Linked DNA regions of Sus scrofa: region 2 is linked to region 1. Evidence: chromatin contacts called from public Hi-C data. All regions are on one chromosome and are shown on one strand. The core of a region is the stretch at or near the end of the contact, and the rest is flanking DNA. Distances in the headings are between cores, read along the strand shown.

Evidence for each region. Hi-C and Micro-C count contacts between places; a contact is called where the count stands out from the background.
Region 2: a contact with region 1 is called in a Hi-C map of skeletal muscle, with 2.8 times the contacts expected there. The contact joins the promoter of ANKRD10 here to the promoter of ING1 in region 1. A contact is called at or near these places in 3 of 5 promoter capture datasets (fetal liver, fetal skeletal muscle and liver), 13 of 47 Hi-C or Micro-C datasets (alveolar macrophages, blood, embryonic fibroblasts and 7 more) and 2 of 2 datasets of contacts at active chromatin or transcription factors (alveolar macrophages and skeletal muscle).

Annotation. Positions count from the first base shown.
Region 1 is chr11:77,267,680-77,275,244 of Sscrofa11.1, reverse strand. It overlaps ING1 (inhibitor of growth protein 1), which reads right to left and starts at 4,973. Exons shown (of 2, transcript XM_021065917.1): 1 at 4,640-4,973. The coding sequence starts at 4,838. It overlaps CARS2 (probable cysteine--tRNA ligase, mitochondrial), which reads left to right and starts at 5,309. Exons shown (of 15, transcript XM_021065916.1): 1 at 5,309-5,617.
Region 2 is chr11:77,353,228-77,360,792 of Sscrofa11.1, reverse strand. It overlaps ANKRD10 (ankyrin repeat domain 10), which reads left to right and starts at 4,744. Exons shown (of 6, transcript NM_001244616.1): 1 at 4,744-5,043. The coding sequence starts at 4,834. LOC110255863 (a long non-coding RNA gene) reads left to right here. Exons shown (of 2, transcript XR_002336774.1): 2 at 2,692-4,195. LOC110255864 (a long non-coding RNA gene) reads right to left here and starts at 2,944. Exons shown (of 2, transcript XR_002336775.1): 1 at 2,803-2,944; 2 at 2,242-2,630.

The DNA of each region.
Region 1 (7,565 bases), core at 3,724-6,223:
CCTGCATCCTCACGGATACTATTCGGGTTCTTAACCCCCTGAGCCCTAATAACAACACTTGACAGTTTATGTGATTTTTAAATGTATAAATTTGGCAAATGTAAATAAGCAATTTCTCACAAAATGAAAGTTCTTAGATAATCTGATGGAAATTAAGAATAAAGTCAGTATTTTTGCCAAAAGCCCATTTAATACACAGGTAGAAATCCCCAGTTATTCTCCCTAAACAGTAATCATTAAATTAAGGCAATTCTATTCTCCAACTAGGAAGGGGACGTGTGTGAGTGTCTAAAATGTGATTATCGCCCCTACCAGATCTATCTCCAATTTAGTTATAAGGCATAATCCTAACCCTAGAGCAAAGCGTGAATTTAGGCCCACACGATTTAGGCACACATTGTTTCCCAGGCTGTATTCTTCAGCTAAAGATAGCTCTGAAGACGTTTGCTAGGGGCACAGTGCAGACTGCCTGCCGCCAGAAAGGAGGAAGGTCATAACCTCCTGGTCTCTTTGAGTAATTAATTCTGAAAATAAATAGCTGTGCTCAACCTATCCAGGTTCTATTTCATAGATACTAAAATGAGTTTCTGCCGTGTGTTTTTAAGTGAATTACACATTACGAAACTGTATCATTTGGCTTAATCAGTAACCAAATTTCAATTTTTAAAAAGAATGTTAACATTTCATAGAAAAGAGAACAATTCTATCATATCGCTAATTTAAAATTTAATGGCATACAGCTTCTTTCACTTCACAAGCAAGCTTACATCTGTGTGAAGCCTCACTTTAGGAAAAAAACATCCCATCACGAAATTCTCTTTACCTACACAATGGCACACATTTCTTTGACGCCCCAAGCAAAGTACTCTATCAGCAAAGCCTCTTGAAGCACAAACATCTGGAAACAGTAATCTGAGCACTACCTAGGGAGGCATTCTGCCAGCACACCTGGCTTCCTCAGCTGCATCAGCTCTGACCACTGCTGATCCTCTTCCATGGGGATGCTTGGGCATTTTAAAAAATACTTTAATAGTAACTTAAAAATGTTTTTAATTCCAAATAACCCAAAGTATCATTGGTAAACTAGTTATAATCCATCCTTATGAATTAACACCCAACTGATGTTTACTAAGCAAATACTGTTAACCAAAGTTTGGCAACCCAGGAGTTCCCGTCGTGGCTCAGTGGAAACGAATCCAATTAGTATCCATGAGGACGCAGGTTCCATCCCTGGCCTCCTCGGTGGGTTAAGGATCTTGTGTGGCCCTGAGCTGTGGCGTAGGCCGGCAGCTGCAGCGCCGATTCGACCCCTAGCCTGGGAACCTTCATAAGCCGCGGGTGCGGCCCTTAAAAAAAAAAAAGGCTTAATTTTTTGGAAATATGGTGTGTATCTCAACATTTATTGTAAATGGCAACCAAATTATCAACTATTATTACGATAATATTACTACCATTATTATCACGACGGAAGGCTCTGCAGCTCACTCGGGGCACTGGCTTCAAAGTGCACCTGGGTGGGAGGGGGACTGATTTTCTCCGAATGAACCAAAACGCACCAACTATGCATTAACTCGACTGAAGAGACTGGTTCTGCAGCAGTAAACCGGCTTCCTGCGGTAGGGACAGCAGTAAGAAAGCAGCCTTAGGGGCATACTGACGGGGACGCCAGAAAATGTTAAGGATAAACTTTTTCGTCATCTTGAAATTCCCTAACAGTGCTAGCGAACAGCGCTGGAGAGAATTCCACAAAGCCCCAGAAAACCCGAAATTCCCCGCGTTCGTCTCTCCACCCCGCAAGCCTTCTCCCAGCTCAGCGCACAGGGGGCCACTCAGTTCTCGTCCCGGGACACCGACCACCGAGAAGCAGCCCCAGACCCGGGTCACTCACGCGTCCGCTGCTCCGCGAGGCCGAACCCGCGGGTCCCTGGGACCCGACCCGGAGCCCCGCCTGCGCCCTCGGCAATCCCAGCGACACGGATCGCCAGCTTTGCCCTGTACCCCGGGCGCCGCCATTACTCCGCGGCGGAAGGGGCCAAGCTCGCGTCGGTGGGGGGCGGGGGCGAGGCTGGCTCAGCCCCGCCAATGGGTAGGCGGCCAGTGGGAGGCGCGCCCCGCCCCGGCAGCCACTGCCAGTAGGAATCGTTGGACCGGAGGGCGGTGGCCAGGTGGGGCACCAATCACAACCCAGGGTCAGAGAACTCGGCCCGCCCCAGCAGCACCAATAACCAATGCAGGGCCGGAGGCCGGGCGACCTGAAGACGTTCAAATCAACTCGACCTCCTCCCTCCTCCCCGCCCCTCTACGAAAGAGAAAAAAAGAGGCAGCGGAAACAGAGATCTATGCCAGTAACTGCGCAAGGCCCGCCCTCATCCGGCTCAGCAACCAATGGTTCAGCAGCGGACTGATAAGGACATTCCATGGGAGAGGCCACGGCCAATCACAGAAGGCCAAGGGGGAACGTTCACAATATGCTAATAAGCCTCCTATAAAAGTCGCTGCGAAGCAAAGCCTCGGGTAGAGCGCGCAGGGGCGCCTTCCTCGCGTGAGTCTTGTCTGTTGTGGGGCATGTAGTGGCTTTCCACCTCCCCCCACTCTTCCGTTTCCCTGCTGCGCAGTCCTGTAAACATTAGTAAACTCGGAGTGATTATCCACGTTCCAAACACAGCCCCAATGCGATGCCTGACCTGGGAGGAAAGTTTCCCCAACAGCCAGCAATTCCCAGCGGACCCGAACCCTCCGTCTCTCTCCGGCATTCTGGGCGGCCGAGGCAGCAGAGAACGACCCACAGGTCCTCTTCCCCTGCCATGTTCCTCTCCAAGTCGACAATATTTGCCTGCGCCCCCCGAGCACAGCACAGATGGGCGACTTCCTCGCCCCATCCTCCCTTCCCTCCCCTCCCCTTGACCACTGCACGCACAGAATAAAGCCCTGGCCCTCCGCAAACTACACCCGGCCGCGTCGCCCCCCGTACGTCGGCCCTCGCTCCGTGTCCAGCACCGCGGGAGGGCCGGGGGCTGGGTGGGGGCGACTGGGGCTGCACCACGCGGAGTACCGACCCCGGACTTTATGTAACACTCAGATTCGGGACTGAGTGAAGGTGGTTCCGGGGATGGCGAGCAGGGCCGGCGGACCCCTCGCCCGCATTGCCCTCCCAGCAGCCCTGCGCGCAGCACCGTCTCTGAGCCCCTAGCTAGCGACCGCTGCACATCCCTCCCTCGGCGCCTCAGCCGGCGCCCCCTGCGCCCCCTCCCCCGCAGCACCCCGCCTCGTCACTTCACTACAAAGAGCGCTTTGCTCGCGCAGCCTGGCATTGAGACCTCTCGTTCCTTCTTCCTCCTCCGTGTCCGGGCTTCGCGCACAAGGACCTTCGCAAATCAAAGACGCTCCAGACCTTTTGTTTCTGTCCGGCCAGGGCCCCGCCGCGGGATCGAGGCTCCCCAAGCGGGGATCAGGACGGCCCGCGGCCCCGCGGCGCGCCGCGACCGACGGGGATGGAGCAGCCGCCCCCGCCCATCCATCCCGCCGTACCTTGGTATTTCGCGTCGATCTCCCGCATCAGCGAGACGTTTCTCTGCAGATCGAAAGGCAGAGACTCGATGGAGTCCAGGTAGTCCTCCACATAGTTCACCAGGTGGATCTGCTCCCCGTTGGCAGGGCTCAACATGGTTCACCGAGGTCCCCGGCGACTCGGCGCGGCTTTCCGCTTCCTCCGGCCCCCGCCCCCTCGGAGCCCAGCGCTGCAAAATGCAAGGCTCCCGCCCGCCGGCGCCTCCCCTCCGGCCGGCCCCGCGCCGCTACATCTGCGAGCTGCACCGCCTGGGCCCGGGGACCGGCGCCTGGCGGGCCGGGCCGGAGCTCGGCGGCCTCGGGCGCGGGGCGGGCGCGGGCGGGCGTGCGGGCGCGCACCCCGGCGCAGGGGCCGGGGCCGGGGCCGAGCGAGCGCGGGAAGGGGCGCGCGCCGCCCGCCGCGCCGCACTTGTCCAACGTGGAAAACCCAAATACCAGTTTCAAACACTTGGGAAACATTCGGCCCCCTGCATCGCGCATGCGTCCTGGCCCCACCGCCCCCTCCCCCGTGGGCCCCGCCCCCGCCGCATTCACGCCCCTCACCGGCCCCGCCGCACGGGGGTGTGGCTTTGTCTGTCACTTTTGCCGGGGCAGGGGCCGCGGGGGCAAGGGGCAGCGGGCGAGCTGAAAACTTTAGTGGGAGTTTCGCACTTGCAGGCAAAGTGCGTTGGGCGGGGCTGCATGGCCGCTGGGTGTTGCGGGAGAGGCAGGTGGCATAGCCCAGAGCTCTCTGGAACCGACCCGGCCTCGGGACCATCACAATCCCGGGTCACCATCTCCTTCCCTTTGCTCAGTCCCACACTCCTGATCCCGCCTCGCAGCCGGGAAATAAGTACGGCCCGGAACAGACTGGCAACCTCGAGGGCCAATCCAGGTTCCGCCCTCACCCCGGCGGCCCAATCAGGAGAAAGAATAGGCGGGGCGATCACGGACACCTCCCCCTCGGCTCTTACTACTAGAAACCCGCGTCCCTCCGGGGGCGGAGGGACCAGGCTGGCCCGGCAAGACGGAAGTGGTTGCGCATGCGTACTTGTGTGGCCAAGAGGCCCATTTGCCCGCGCCGGAGACCTACCATTCGGCAGTCGGACCACCACTCCCGGCAGCCTCGGCGGCTCCCGCGCCTGCGCGGTCCTCACCGCCCGCCCTTTGTGTTGCCGGCCGGAGCCCAGCGCCGAGCGGCTTGGAGACAAAGGGACCCGAGAGGGGAGCGGTTCGCCAGGCCGGGTCCCCGTAGAGGGCAGGTGACCCCGACCCCTTCCCGCATGTGCCATGGAATCCTCTCTTAAAGTCCGCGCCCCCACTTCGAAAGACCACCCAAGCCGTGGTGGGGCAAGCGTCCGGGCGCCCGGGTCCCGGGGGCCTCTCCCTGTGCAGCCTTGGGCCCCCCTCCCCCTCCTCCCCGCCCTAAACGCCTGGATTTGGGCTTCCGAGGAGCCCCGTTGCCTAGACGACGGGGCCGCGCGAGGCCCGCCTCTTCCGGCCGAGGCCCCGCCTGTGGGCGTGGCCCCCTCCCCCGCTTTGTCCGCGGCGTGCGGGTCTGCGCCGCGCTTGGTGCTTTTCGGAGGACTCGTTTGGCCTCCTTTGTCCTGCCCTGTCCTTTGGCGGGTGTCGTGTCGCCAACTCTAACCCTGTCAGGTAGTTCGGCCTCGGCCCCTGACGTCCCTACCGCCTCTGTGCCTGGGCGGCGCTGCGTCTCTCGGACGGGTGGGTGGGCGGGTTCGCCTGGCTCCGGGTGCCCTGCTGCCCGTGGCCGCTCCCCCTGGGACTGAATCGATGCTCTGCGGTTCATCACGTTCTGGTGGAGTTCCCGAGTGTCCGGAGAACAGTGTCGTGACAACCAAGACCGCGGGAGAGTTTCTTAATTACTCAGTGTCATTCAGACCGAGCCAGTGTTTGTAAAATAGGTTTTGATCCGCAGTGCCCCTAGCAGCGATCTGCAGAGCAGTCCGCGATGTGGCTGTCAGTGCAGACTAAGTTGGGCTGGTCGTCTTTGGAAATGGGTTGGAACGCTGCTGCGGTGATAAACGACGAGTAGGAGTAAAACTTTGAGGTAAATGGGTTTGATCTTCATTCTACCCCTTCATCGCACCCTCACATCAGGAAACGTTCACTTCGATATTTGGGAAAGTGGTTATTTTACTTAGAGAGTCACACTTTTCCAGCTTGGGCCCAGTGTAAAGCAAATGATAGGTAAAGTTTCATTTATTGGCCACTAGCCTGCTTAAAAGGCTTTAATACTGTGACACTATGTGGCAACGAAGAGACTATATGGAATAGAGTAAACGTTGCATAGGAGAAACGCATATACGTAATTTTAAAGTACAGTAACAAGAAAGAGGTTCTTTTAATCCTTGCATTCACTGGCTCTAAAATGAGTAGTGTTTATCTGAATTTAAGAATAAAGGTGGGCGTTCCCGTCGTGGCGCAGTGGTTAACGAATCTGACTAGGAACCATGAGGTTGTGGGTTCGATCCCTGGCCTTGCTCAGTGGGTTAAGGATCCGCGTTGCTGTGAGCTGTGGTGTAGGTAGCAGACGTGGCTCAGATCCCACGTTGCTGTGGCTCTGGCGTAGGCCGGTGGCTACAGCTCCGATTCGACCCCTAGCCTGGGAACCTCCATATGCCGAGGGAGCGGCCCAAGACATGGCAAAAAGCCAAAAAACTAAAAATAAATTAAAAAAAAAAAATAAAGGTGGAGTTCTTGTCATGGTGCAGTGGAAACTAGTCCGATTAGGAACCATGAGGGTCCAGGTTTCATCCCTAGCCTCTCTCAGTGGGTTAAGGATTCGGTGTGACCCTGAGCTGTAGTGTAGGTTGCAGATGCAGCTCGGATCTGGTGTTGCTGTGACTCTGGTGTAGGCCAGCAGCTGTTAAAAAAAAAAAAAAAAGAAAGAAAAAAGGTGAGAAATAATTTACCCTTCCCAATGACCATCAAGCTGGAGTGTTTGTTGTTTTGTTTTGTTTTTTTGCTTTTTAGAGCTGCATCTGTGGCATATGAAGGTTCCCAGGCTAGAGGTTGAATCAGAGCTGTAGCTGCTGGCCTACACCACAGCCACAGCAACGCAGGATCCAAGCTGCGTCTGTGACCTACACCACAGGTCACAGCAACGCCAGATCCTTAACCCGCTGAGTGAGGCCAGGGATTGAATCTGCAACCTCATGGCTCCTAGTTGGCTTCGTTTCCGCTGCACAACGATGGGGAACTCCTGCTGTTGTTTTTTTCTTTTTTTTTAATGACTAGCTGTGGCATATGGAAGTTCCCAGACCAAGGGTCTGATTGGAGCTACAGCTACAGGCCTACACCACAGCCACAGCAACACCAGATCCCAGACCTGTCTCCGACCTACACCTCGGCTCAGGGCAACACCGGATCCTTAACCCGCTGAGCCAGGAAAGGAACCGAATCCTAGTTGTCCTGGATACTAGTTGGGTTGGTTACCGCTGAGCCAGGATGGGAAATCCCGGAGGTTTTTTTGTTTGTTTCTGCTTTTTTTTGGTCTTTTTAGGGCTGCACCCGTGGCATATGGAGGTTCCCAGGCTAGGGGTCTAATTGGAGCTACAGCTGCCGGCCTACACCACAGCCACAGCAAGGAGGGATCCAAGCCCTGTCTGTGAACTACAGCACAGCTCATGGCAATGCCAGATCCTTAATCCACTGAGGGAGGCCAGGGATCGAACCCAAAACCTCATGGTTCCTAGTCAGATTCGTTTCCACTGGGCCACGACGGGAACTCCAGGTTCTTTTTTGCCTTTTTTTTTAAATCAAGATGTCATGTCTTTTTTTTTTTTTTGGCTGCCCTGGAGGCACATGGAGATGTCATATCAATAATGATTCCTCTCATTTTTTCATGGACTTGACAGACGTGTGAAACACAACAGCTTTTTATTCATTCAACAAGAAGTATTTAGGATTGTCTACCATGTCTTTTATGCACTAGGAATGCAGTGGTGAATAATGGCTACAAGACATTTAATTTACCCCTTGGGCTAAAAAGTCAG
Region 2 (7,565 bases), core at 3,495-5,994, 86 kb before region 1:
GGCGCCTGGGTCCCGTCCAGGGAGCAGCTGTCAGCAGCCTCCCCCCAGAGACTGTGACTCTGCCTGCAGGGCCGGCCTCAGGGTGGCCACTTGGGGACTTCCTGGCTTGCTCAGCAGAGGGGCCACCAACTCCGCCCACGGGGACAGCCGGGAACATTTAATAAGAGCCATGACTCCCTGGGGAGTTTCTCTCCAGTGATAACATTAGGGAAGTAAGGCATCGGCTAAACCAAATCTAAAGGACTGGGCAGTTGCCCACTTACAGGTCAAGCGGCCAGAAGGCGTGTGTGGCCATTCTCAGCATCCAGCAGGACCCAGCTCCGGAGCAGCCCAAGTCTGCTGCCCCAGCTCTGGGCGCCGGCCGGCCAGCCTGCCGCTTCCCTTCCCTCCTGCAGCCCCTCCGGCCCCACGATTCTGCTTTCACAGCACGCCTCTGAGCACACACTTGCTGTTTCTCTCTCATTTTAAGGGCATTCGTGCTGATCACTTTTCTAACAAGATGTAAATAAGACAGGACAACTATTAAGATTCCAGAATCGTAATGTTGTTTACAGGCAAGACCCCTGGCCCTCAACACGTCTCCCTTTCTGGAAAGGAGCAGCCAGCTGACCTGACTCCCAGCTTGCGTCTCCTGCTGTCACTCAGCAAATTTGTACTTAGGGTTTAATATGGACAAGGCACTGTCCCGGTGAGAGGGACACGGTAGTCGTGGAGAGACGGAGAGACAGAGATGACTCTCCTTTCAGAAGGACACAAGTCCCACCGGATCAGGGGCCAGCCTCCTCCCTCCTGACAACGCGTTCCATCGGCAATGACCCCGTTTCCAAATAGGTCATATCCTGAGGTACGGGGGTTAGGATTTCAACACACGAATTGAGGGGCGCAATTCAACCCACAACAGAGGGAGTTGGGTGCTGGAGATGACGGAGGTGAAGCCCTCTGGGCAGAGGCAAACCGCAGTCGGTTTTCAGGGCTGAGCAGGGCAGCCCGTGCTGGAACCCGGGGACTTGGCTCTGAGGACGTTTCCAAAGCACAGTGTGAGCTCCACTAAAGGACAGAAGCGGACTTGGGAAGCACTCAAATTTTATTTGGCTGTGTATTTGCTTAGCTGTAGGGGGAAATGTAGCCACAGCACCACAAAGTCATTGCTGTTTTGCTCATGAAGAGGATGTGAATGAAGTTGGTAAATCTCAAAAAGTAAGCCTGTTTTTTTTAAGGGCCACACCCACGGCATAGGGAACTTCCTGGGCCAGGGGTGGACCTATAGCAGCGGCAGCAACACCAGATCCTTTCAACCCACCGCACGGGGGCGTGGATGGAACCCACCCCTTTGCCTCCAAGGCGGCCTGAGCCACTGCAGTCAGGTTCTTAACCCGCTGAGCCTGAGCCGCAGTGGGAACTCCAAAAGTAAACCGGTTTTAAGAAAAGTATTAACAGCACAGATCCAACGTGGCCAGAAAAGTCCGCACAGAGGTGCTGAAAATCCACACGGAGGAGGCGTGAGAATGATTAAATCGGGGACGCTGCTGGCCCCGGACTGAATGTCCGTTGTCCCCCCCCCCCGCCCCCCGCAGTGGGAGGTGATGAGGTCGTGAGGGTGAATGGAGTGGGTGGCCTAACTCAGACGAGACCTGAGAGAGGGCTCTCTGGCCTCGGCGTGCACACAGCCCAGACGCGACGAGCCAGCGCGCTGAACGCGCCTGCAGAGCTGCTGAGTCTAGCAGTCCCTGGCACTCCGGATGGCAGCCCAGAGGCCGCGACTCTTCTGCCCAAGTGTAAGCAGATGCCCTTCTTCAAAGAGGGACCTGGCAGCGTGTGGGAGGTGCAGCGCCGGGAACAAGGGGCAGCAGAGAGGACAGAACAGGGAGGCCCTGGTCTCGCCTTCCTCGGGTCTCAGGTCCCGAGACACGCGGTTCACTGGGTCCCGTTTCTCAGCGTGACCGCAGCGCTCAGCAGGGGCCCGCCCTCTACAGAGCGGAGCGTGTGACCCTGCCTCTCAGGGCACGTTCCTCCCACGAGCCCTGCCCCTTGGAGCAATTCCTCACACACTATCCCTTTTTGGAAACGCAATGCCAATCCCAAAGGCAGGGTTTGGGTTGGTTTTTAATCCATGTACTGAGTTTTGAGTCTTCCTGTTTCTCATCACGTATTTGAGTCATACCTTCAAATACTCCAGTTTGCTCAGGTTAAAGAAAAAAGTTACTTCAAACTGTTAAAGAAAATATTTTTCAGAGACACTCGTTAAAGCATGGAAAGGCAGACTTTATTCAAGGGTGCCTTCGGATGGGTACAGGGGCCACTGCTGTGGGATCATGAGACCCCGTTTGTCCCCGCAGACGAGGGGAGAACTCAGACTGACCTCTGAACACGACATGGACAAGTGGGAACCTCCAACCCAGGAGCAGGGGGGCGTCAGGAGTTGGAGAGTCCCTAAAAGGAGCATCAGGGGCTCTGGCTAAAGTGACGTCATGGCAGGATTCTTGCTGAAGGCAGACGCCCCGGCAGGGGGGAGGGAGTGGTGGAGGATGGAGAAGGCGGTTGGATGTGGAGGGTTAGCAGATATGGGGGGTGGGGGAGCCTGAGTAGAGTCTGGTCAAGAAGGGAACCTTTGTCACTTATGTGTGGTTGCTCTGTCAAATAAAAGACAAAGAATGTGTTATGAATCCGCGCTTCTTTCTCTTTTCTCTACAGCTTTTTGGAAAGCTAAAGAGCTCCTAAGAAAACCTGTCATTAGCCGTCATTCGACACGTTGGGCAAAACCCGCAACCAAGCACTTGGAAGGGTGGCTTTAGGAACACTCACCAGACCTCCTTTCTCATTCTCATACCCGGCAACCGCGTGGCCCGTCTCAGGGAGCCACCATCACGTTGGTCTATCTCTGCACAGCTGCTCAAGTACGGGTTCCATCCCAGGAAGCCTGAGGAAGCAGGAAGTCATCTTAGCTGAGGAAACAGACACTCTGAGCATCCATTCCCTGTAACCTGCTTCGTTTCCTAGGCCTTCGTACAAAATCAATGCCAAGGTTAAAAAAATCTAACCATGGGTTGGGAACAAGGCCTGGATATTATTCCAAGCTCTGGCACAGGCATGCAGTTTGTCCCTGGGCAAATTCCTTAGCCTGTCTCTGCCTCAGTCTCATCATTCACAGAATGCTGGGTAAGGAAGGGTACTTCCTTCTCGTTATTATGAAAGACAAGCTGTGCTTATGTCCTTCTGCAAAATGGGACGCCGCTTTCCTAGGAAGGGTACCAGTCAATACCAGCGTATGTATCTTAAAGAGATAATCAGATTAAAAGCAGCATGGAATATACAAAGAAAAATGATTGAATTCCTAGTGGACCAGGCATATTGCTGCCCTTTGGGTCCAAACGAAAAAGTATATCTTGAATTACTGAAATTTTCTCTTTTTTAAATTTTTTTTACTTTATTTTTTGTCTTTTTGCCATTTCTTGGGCCGCTCCCGTGGCATATGGAGGTTCCCAGGCTAGGGGTCAAATCGGAGCTGTAGCCGACAGCCTACACCAGAGCCAGAGCAATGCCAGATCCGAGCCGCGTCTGCGACCTACACCACAGCTCACGGCGACGCCAGATCCTTAACCTTCTGAGCAAGGGCAGGGATCGAACCAGCAACCTCATGGTTCCTGGTCGGATTCGTTAACCATTGCTCCACGACGGAAACTCCCTGAAATTTTCTTTCTTGCCTCATCTAATACATGACAGATTCTAAGTGTCATTCTTACACCTCATCCATTAGTAATTGCTCACTAAATCGAAATACTTGCTGCTTTTTCTGGTTGACTGTATCTAGAACATTTCCCAGTGTGTTTCATTCATTATTGTACTCAACACGTTTGCTGCATGAATAGATGACTGTGTTGCATGCTTATACCGCAAATTAACATTTTTTCTTCATTAGGCACTATGTTTCTAATTTCTTGTTTTATTAAGTAATGCTGCAGTGTACTATCTTATGCATCAATATCTTCCCAGAAATCTGGTTACCTACTTAAAGCTCAATCACTGTGATTTAGAATTTTGTAGAACAAAAAAGGAAAGCAGTATACACAAAGAAAAAGAATATATACAAGTGAAACAAACCACATGGTTAGAAAATCACAATAAAAAATCTGTAAATGTTAACACTGGTTATTTCTTGATAGTGAAATTATTGATGATTTTCACGTAGAAGTCATAATCAGAAAAAAATCTATTTAAAAAATCTGTGATCCTCGGTCAGTGAAAGACAATTTAGTATTTCCTTGCATGCTACAATGTTTCTCGCGTTTTGGCCGTGGGTTCTCAAAAACGTGCAGCCCAGCTCAGAAAAGTACAGCAGGTCAGGAGGGGCAGGAACCGCCCCCAGGTGCTCGCAGACGCACCACCAGATTAATTGGTGGAATAAAAGGCGTGCGGCCGAAACCTCAGGGGATCGGGCCCAAAGCCCAAACCTGATTCTCCAGGAGCTTTTTATTAACGGAGGTCAGGACACTGACGCGCCTGGAGTCTGGACCGGAGTCCAGAACCCGGAGTCTAGAACCCACGCGGCCCACGGGGCCTGGGCCCCGCCCCCTGCTCCAGGCCCCGCCCCGACGCTCCAGGCCCCGCCCCCAGGCTCCGCGGCTCCGAGCGCCGGCCCCAGTCCCCGCCGACGCAGGCCCCGCCCCGCCCCGCCTCGCCCCGCCCCCGTGCGCGCTCGGCTCGGCTGCCGGCTGGACGCAGCCGCGGCGCTGCTCTAGATCCTTTGTGCTCCGGTGGCGGCGACGGCGGCGGCCTCTCGGGTCTTCACCGGCTCGTCTTCTCCGCTCGCCAGCTCGCGCTCTCTGGTGACGGACCATGTCGGCGGCGGGAGCGGGTGCGGGTGTGGAGGCGGGCTTCTCCAGCGAAGAGCTGTTGTCGCTCCGCTTTCCGCTGCACCGCGCCTGCCGCGATGGGGACCTGGCCGCGCTCTGCTCGCTGCTACAGCAGACGCCGCGCGCCCACCTGGCTGCCGAGGATTCCTTCTACGGCTGGACGCCGGTGCACTGGGCCGCGCACTTCGGCAAGGTGGGCGCGGGCGCTTTAAGGCGCCATCTTCCGCGGCTTTCCTGTGGGGGTCGAGAGGGCGGTGGGCGCGGGGCGTGCCGGGAGCGCGGGGCGGAAGCGGGGTCGGCGGCGAAGGCGCGCCAAGGGGCCCGGGGCGCATGTGCGGCGGCGCGGGGGTCGGGGCCCCAGGGGCGCGCGGAGCCTGCCGGGAGACGGGCGGAAGCGGGCCCGGCGGCGGCGGCGCTGGCGCCGGGAGGCCCGGAGGCCGTGAGGCCCGGAGCGCAAGTGCGGCGGCGCAGAGTTCGAACGCGGGCGGCCTCCCGAGGCGCCGGCTTCCCGGAGGCGCCGCCCCTGCGGGTGGAGGCCCGGGCGCCCCAGGGCGGCGCGCGGGAGCCGGGGCCGCTCTGAGGGAGGGGCGGGCGCCGGAGGGAAGCGCCCTTAGCTCCCCGGGCCCAGGGGCCGCGGCCGAAGGCGTGCTGGGTGATGATGCTGCCAGCTCAGAGCTGGGGGGTTGTGTAAACTGTCGCCCGAGTGACCGTCGGCGACGTTTATCTTAAAATCGGGAAGAGCGAGGTGCAGCTTTAAATCTCGGAAAGATAAGGCAGCATTTGCCTCCTCTGCGCAGGGAGAGGGGTCATTCGATCGGAGAAGTGGTCGCAAAGTGAGATTGACGATGCTTTTCCAAAGTGACTTTAACGGTTAAGGTTCATGCCCCCCAGTTCTGGGACATTACAAAATGTTTTCCCTCTGAAGTGGTGATACGGTTGGGTTGAAATAAGTGGTTTTGCGGAAATACGTGCCGGATAATGTGAAGTGTATTTCCGTCTTGAAATGGAATTAATCTTAGATTTATTTTTGCCCGGCTGACGAGTGGCTTTACTTGGCTCAAGGTGCTACGTTCGCAGCACTTTTGGGAAACAGTTTCTGAGTCCCCTGGTCAAATGAAGTCAGATTTATTTTAGTGAAAGAAATGAGACGGCGTTAGGACGGCGGGGGCGAGGCAGGCCCGCCGGCCCCGGGCCTGAGCTCTGGGACGCGCTGGCGGAGCCGGGGCTGAGCCCGAGGCCCCTGGGAGATCCGGCTCCGCAAACAACTGGCTGAGCGAGGACCCTCCTGCCTGCTCTCCCTGAACGTAGGTGTCCCCAGGCGGGCCGGCCGCCGGGGAGGGAGCTCCCTGCTGAGTGCGTCTCGCTCTATTTTTACGTGAAACTGTAGGTAGCTGGCAACATCTATTGTCCCTTGTGTTACAGGCAAAAACATCCTTTTAATAGGCAAGGACAGCTTTTTTTTTTTAAGCTCCCCTGTTGCTTCCGATCCTCCCTATCCTGGTTGAGAAGGACACAGTATGGCTGTCTCGTACATTCTGCTTAAAGCCCCATTACAAATGGTCATTTAAAATATTTACTCATCCCAGGGTACCTCTAGGTATTTCTAAGGATTAAAAATAGCCATCACTGCTTTAAAATGTTTAAAATGTAAGTTTCATGCAGGTGTGTTTTACCACACAAAACAAAGCCAACTGAATTCCCTTCTTGAGTCTCTGGAACATGAGTAGTAAATAAACGTTGGAGACCAAGCAGTAGCTTAACCTCAGAGATCAAAGGTTGTAACTGGAGGCAGTTAACTTCCGTGCTTTCAGTTGCGTTTAACCCTGAAGGCCACGGAGTCTCAGGCACTGAAGGGGCCAAAGGAAGTGTCCTTCAGCCTGTGAGGAAAGGCGGCTGGGGCAGAAGCGAGGCCAGGACTCCTGACTAAGGCTCCCGGTCCCCAGCTGCCCACACTTCCCTCCTCTGTATGCACTTAAGCCGTCGCTCTGCTCGGCCATCCAGGAGCTGGCGGAGATTCAGCATGTTGTGGGCTCTTCCCCAGTCTCAAGCTGTGTTCCTAGAAATGTGCCAACTGCACAAGTTACCGAACCTTTTTATGAGGCTCGTTTGCTCCCAAAGGACTAAATGTTATTTAAAAACTAATTACACCTTGCTGTTTACAAGCAATCGTATTGAACAATACCTTCGCAGGGTTCTAAGCCTGGTTTCCTACATCCAACCCACGGGTAGCAAATTTGAGTCCAGGGAGCTCTCGGTTGATGTGCAGATTAATGGCCGTTTGGCATACTAAGCGATTCTCATCTGTTTCATTTTGGTTGTACTTGAGACCTGCCATCTTATCACTGGCCGTGGTTTCTCGCTCGGTACATTGGTAAAGGCAGTATTTGAAAACACGCCGAGGAAGCGTCTCTTTGTCAGCCAGCATCTCGGTGCCCCCGACAGTCAGAGCTCACCTCTCAGGTGTGTTGATTGCAGCGGTCTGTCCTTTGCAAGGACAGGCTTAGAATCGCGGAGGAGAAGAGCCACCAGGTGAGACCCGAGTGTAGCTGCTTACCTTTCGCTGGAGGTCAGTCCTCAGGAGGAGGATTGTTGGCTCGTTCACTCACCGCATTGTGCACCGGGAGGGGAGCCGGGGCGGCCCGGGAGCCGGAGTCTGGGGACACCCTGGGTGGAGCCGTGTGCCTGGCACCCTGTAGGCACTTGCCAAGTTTTTGT